2 separate regions of the Drosophila melanogaster genome follow, and region 1 is linked to region 2. The links are chromatin contacts, called in public ChIA-PET maps. All regions are on one chromosome and are shown on one strand. The core of a region is the stretch at or near the end of the contact, and the rest is flanking DNA. Distances in the headings are between cores, read along the strand shown.

Region 1 (2,936 bases), core at 390-2,889, 92 kb after region 2:
TCCTTTCCTTAGTTTTTCTGCTTTCTTTTCTTATTTTTCCAATCACAAAAACACAGATTAGCATAGACAAAAGCAAAAGCAAAGGCAACAACATCCAAACACACAAAACAAAAGCAAATGCACGACGCCTACAACAACAGCAACAACAAAGCGCCGCCGTAGTACACAAAAAATTCCTTTTTCGCTGCGCGTCGTCTCCTTGCAGATATTCATATATATATATATATTTATTTATGTATGTATGTGTATATGTACATTTTTATATTCCACAGAGCAATTCTATTTTGCTTACTTTTTTAATGACTTTTTCACCTTTGATTTTTTTGCCGCACTTTAATTTGACTGCATACTTTACATCTCCATCTCTATCGCACACTCACCGTTTAATTGAGAAAAACACACACGATCTCGTCAATTGGTCGCGTATTTGTCGCCGCTCATTTGGTAAACATTTGGAGTTTTTCATCCGATTTTCCGCTACAAACACAAAAAATGCGAAACTCCGCGCTCCGCTCCAAAGCTGAACCGTTCCGATTGAAAATCGTCCGCTGTACGACCCCGCGATTTGAAAATTTTTCGCCGACTGGCCGTTTCATGAGTGTTTCAGTATTTTGCTGCGTCTTTTTACCCACGATTTTGGTCACACTACTGCGCCATCCATCTCTTGTTCACACAGCCATTTCATAAAATGAAAGAAGAGGACAACAACATAATGGTAAAAATGTTTTTTCTCCGCGGGGTTGGTCACAGGATAGTAAGACCATGGCTCGGCTGGAGAATTATACCGCCCGAAGAGAGTAAGAGAGCACTAACTTAAGACCAGTTTTGACAAATTGAGCCTAACAGTGTGACCAGTAATTTCCTAATAAAATCGTTATTCTGACTTATATATTAAATAATTTAAATTCTATTTTACGTTTAAAATCATAAAAGCAATCTGAAAAACACAAGACTAACATTATGCCAACCGATAGTCCTATTCATTGTGTTATTTAATACAAATTTTTCTAAGAGAAGACTTGCACTAAATGAACAAAATTTTTTTTATTAAATTTGTATAGTTTTGCTTATGTGTAGCTGTTGGTTTGTTGTTGTTTGCTTTAGACTCTTTCATATGAATTCGTCTTGGTTTATTTTAGTATTTTCGGTCCCTTACAAGCTCTGACGGCTACAAAACTTGTGGCTCCACATATTTAAAGTACAAATATGTAACCCCTTCTCTACCATTAAATGGGAGCTGGTCTATAATATATTTCTAATGGGATGGAATTTTTAAAACAACTAGACATAAAAGTATACTTTAAGGTTTTGATTGTGACTAAATATGATATCTAAATAAATAAAGAAATGGATCTCCAAATAAATATACATATATTATGTATATACTTTCCAAACACTAATATTTATTTAAACAAAACATAAGAACGATAGCAGTGCATTTTTTATGTCTTAAAATGTAGTGAGTTAGACAACACGTGAATGAAATTTGCTTTCTTTTATTATCACTTATTACTCTCATTTATTTTTAAGAGTGCCATTTATTCTAATCACATCATTTTCCCAATAACTTCTCACATTTTTTGTCACTCTCTCCTGATAAGATACGAGCGGAGCAATCAACGTTTTTCGTACTGAACAAATATTAGTTACGCTGGACTTCTAAGGCCGAACGGTCGCTAGCTCCCTTAGCAAAAAAAATATATGTGATCGTTGGTAGTGAAAATTGCACGCATTTTGAAAATGACGTCACTGGGCGGAAGGGCGTTCTTGTGGATATATTTGGTTTTTCTAATAGCTGAGATCTCTCATTCGGATGCAGATTCAATTGGTTTGTTAGCCGGCAGCTTTGACGTGACATAACGGATTTGTTATCGCCATCTCTTTTACGCAGATGATCAGTGCAGGCACGCAGACAGCTGCGAAAGATGTTTATCCGCTCATCTGGAATGCGCTTGGTGCACGGACAAGGTGAGTACGAGGGAGATGGCAAGAAAACATAAACGGTTCCTACTGCTGCTGTCATCCTTGCGAAGTCAATCATTTTCCTATTTGGTTGCATATCAGGAATACCAGGTGGGATATCGTTGTCTCTCTCGCCGGCAACTACTTAACTACAACTGCAGTGAAACGGATATATACGAGAACCAGCCGGTCCTAGATGTCCTTCAGGATAAGCCCCTAAAGGACTACGAAACCAGTGATCAGGCTGTCCAAGTCACACCCCAGCGGGCATACCTTAAGTTGGTCAAAGGTGTGTGTTTGGATAATTGTTTTATTTAGCTTTTCTTATCTTATCAAATTTGATTTATCATGTGGCTACCAACACTTTTTCATGTGTGTCACCCTTCCAATTCTTCCCCACTACTTCGTATTTGTTCCACATTTGCTCCACATCATTTTTAAACATTTTGTTTTTGTGTCCGTGCTTTGCTTATCAGGCCTTGGTGGTTGTCACATCTTGTTATTGTTGTACCATTTAGCGTGGGAATACCTATCCCTCTCTTTCTTTCCGCCGTCCTTGTCCAACACTTTTGAAAGTTCACTGACCCAAAGACATTATAATAATTATAATCTAATGTCTGATTGAAAACCCACTTTATAGGTATTGAGATACTTACCTTATAAGTATTGTGATCCCAGAACTAATAGATTATGTATTCGTTGTCGTGCTGAATAAGCGAGCAAAAATGAGTCACAAGAATGTGCTTTTGTTGTTTATAAGTTTTCTCGAGGGTTGAATAATATTTCAATGAGTAAAACGCGATTAATTTCAAAAAAAAAAAAACATACATTAATATTTTGGAGCTTTGATCCGGAAATACTCAACTAATTTCTACATATATCACTAACTTCTAAGATTAAATCACAGAAAACCACAACCTATAATTGTATTTTATTATTTTTAGTTGTTAACCCATTTTGGGGTAGTTATTTTT
Region 2 (2,933 bases), core at 2-2,501:
TCCCATTCGCTTTTATGCTCTGTTGTCCCATTATCAAAAAATTATCCAGGAATTACTGCTATTATATTGTATATGATAATAATTGATTGCATACGAGTGCTTTTATATTTTCAGAAGAAATAAAAATGAAAATTAAAAATAAATAACTATTATTTCCCAGGTAGGTTAGGGTGAAATTATCTTGAAAAGTTCATACTTCATTTTTAGATGTTAACAGCTCCTCACATCTGACAGTTTAGTTAGCAATTTTTCTTATGGCTTTGCCTTTCCTTTCGGCTGACTTAAACTATTGATAAGCCATGATAGTTAATTCTCCAGGGCTTCCGGCTGCAATTTAACTTTGCTCAAAGGCGACTTAAAATTTGATTTATTGCACACTCAAGTCGGGCTGTCGCTCTGCGAGTCCGTCATTCAGTCAGTCCGTCGGCCAGTCAGCTGTTATGGCTGCCGGTGGCTGTTGATGACCAGGGCATCTGTATCTGGCGGATCGACTGCTGCATAATAAAAATAAAAATTTTGAACGCTGCATAAGAGCATAAAAAAGCTGCAGCTCTGGCGGCGGACAAACAGGAGCGTGTAAAAGTGCTGTAACTTGGCCGGTTCGCCAGTAAAAACAACAGCAGTCCGGAACGAGGCTACAGATACTGCTGCGCTGCTGCTTTGATCAATCAAGCGTCAAAATTATTGCCCCGTGCCAGCGACAGTTCGCGTTGCAAGATGGACTCGCTGCACTGTGAGATACATGCCACTAATTCCTAAATTCGTTCTCTAGTCGCTTGAGAAAGGAAAGCTCTCAAAAATTTACCAAAGTAATGGGTATTTTAAGTGTAGTCATTCAGCATTCCTTTGCTTAATAATTTTCACAAAAGTGAAGATAATTTTGAAAGAAAAGCAAGTAAATTAAAGCCACACATTTTATAGATTCGTTTTTGAGTGCACAAAGGGGGCGTGACGGCTACGGTGCGGGGAAGTGCGGAGGGGCGTAGCGCGGATGCAATTATAACCATTTCCACGTGACGCTTCATTGGGCCCGCTCGCTCATTCGCCGCTTTCCCAGCGGCCTGCGCGGATATCGGGTCGAGTTGAGTTGAGTTGAGCTGTGCTGAGTTGGTCGTCGGCAGAAGCCGTTAGTTGTTGTTCATGGCTAAATGGAAATTTATTGCCCACCAGCAACGCCCACACAGCTGCCACCAATTCCAGACCCTAGAAACACACACTCAACTTGCTGTTGCAACTCTAATGAAAGCGAATCGCAGGGGCTTCACCAGAGTTCACCGGAGTACGAGTACGGTGGCCCCAGGCCCGAGTAACGTGGCATCAGACCCTCGTTCTGGAGTGGGCTTTGAATATATAGAGTAGTGCCAGGCATAGAACCTATTTAACTTGCTGTCGAGCAATACATATGTGATTTATATATTTACTGTACCCTTCTTCCATATTCCAATCAATATTTAATTGATTATATCTAGGAAAGTAAATGGGTTACTTCTAAATGAATTCTGTGAATTAGAGATACATGTACCCTTTAACTAATATAAATTCCCAATATAAATGTTGCTCCCTGATTTTATGCATTTTTGAGAACAATCCAGCTTTACTTAAATATTGTGAACCCTGGATCTCTTTTATGCATCGGATGATGCAACTTGATGGAGATACACCTGAGGGGAGAACGTGCATCCGTCCATTCTGGAGGCCACCATGCTGCCGCTGCTCAAGTGGCGCCCACTCACACATGCTGCTCCGATGAGGAGGAAGTGGAACATGGACAGCTCGGAACTTGGAGTGCGCCGAAGATGTTGATATTATGCCACCGGTGTGGCGCATAATGCAGCTTATCTGGGGAATTAGGCAAGGAATCTGGGAAGGCTGACGAAAGCGACGATATTGCGCTGCACATTTCAATTTCGTATCTTATTACGCAAAGTAACTTGGCCTGACTCACGCTTATCGTTGGCCAAGTGTCCTACTCCTGTCCCAACAATTCCATTTTGTCTCCCTTTGCCTTTTTTCTTTCAGGGATTTACGACAGCACGCACAGTCAAAGTAGCTAAGCGAATTAAAAAAGTAAACTCGAAAGTAAATTAAATGACGGCCAACTTGAAGACGGAGGAAATGAGAGGCGGCTCAGCCAGCTGATAAGGCGCTAAGCCCGGGAGAAAACGACAATGACTAAGAAAGTGGAACGGGAATGGATATCGCCAGCCGAAGGATCAGGGGCAGGAGCGGCGACCGCAGCGAGGAAAATGTTTTAAAATGAAATCACTTTTAATGAGTCATTCAAGTGGCATGAAGACGGCAACAGACTCGACTCGACTCGACTCTACCTCACTCCGCTCCTCGCCGGGATTTCACTGGGCAGAGAGTCTCGCTATGCTCGACTTGACTAGCCAGCCAGCCAGGCAGCATAAAAATAATAATTTTTACAGCGCAACAAACAAAAAGAACATCGAAAAAAATGATGGTAACGAAAGCTGCATTTTAAAAGTTCAACTCCTAAAGAGTTAATACCCTTATGGTAGAAATTTGTGATTATTATATGTACGCAAGACTCCGCTTTTAATTCTTTCCCAGATGTAATTTGTTTTATAGCTTACAATCGAATGAAACATTTATATGGGTAATAGTTTTAAAGTAAATTGGTTTTTCTTAATATATGAAATAGTACTATGATTTTGAATGAAGAATAGGAAAATGATAACTATTTTACTAGTTTCTTAAATTTTTGATAAAGACTAAAAAAAATCCTTACTATTTTACTAGTTCCTGATTCTTATTTTTCTTGATCTACACATGGATTTTTCCTTGAGTTTTAGAAGTACTCTATGATAGGGTATAAATAGATTGCCGCGAAAAGGAAGGCAGAGCAATAATGATTTCTCGTACGGACACTGCCAAGTGGAAGCGCCAAGCTCCAGGAAGCGTCAGTCGTC

What was found. ChIA-PET counts read pairs in DNA pulled down with a chosen protein or histone mark.
Region 1: a contact with region 2 is called in an RNA polymerase II ChIA-PET map of the Kc167 cell line, with 9 times the contacts expected there. The contact joins the promoter of Itgbn here to the enhancer-like site in region 2. A contact is called at or near these places in 23 of 107 Hi-C or Micro-C datasets (the D17-c3 cell line, the Kc167 cell line, the OSC cell line and 10 more) and 2 of 6 datasets of contacts at active chromatin or transcription factors (both in the Kc167 cell line).

What each region holds. Positions count from the first base shown.
Region 1 is chr2L:21,051,394-21,054,329 of dm6, forward strand. Itgbn (Integrin betanu subunit) reads left to right here and starts at 1,640. Exons shown (of 6, transcript NM_078884.3): 1 at 1,640-1,828; 2 at 1,892-1,968; 3 at 2,065-2,251. The coding sequence starts at 1,741. It overlaps CG42238, which reads right to left and starts at 771. Exons shown (of 7, transcript NM_001273724.1): 1 at 381-771; 2 at 1-29.
Region 2 is chr2L:20,959,395-20,962,327 of dm6, forward strand. No RefSeq gene overlaps it. Among named protein-coding and RNA genes, the nearest start is that of lncRNA:CR44606, 13 kb to the left of the region's middle. Within about 2 kb of position 1,252, at least 19 of the 39 cell types and tissues checked have an H3K27ac peak or open chromatin away from gene starts, as enhancers often do. A contact at or near this core is called in the Kc167 cell line, the OSC cell line, the S2 cell line and 3 more, where this site is marked.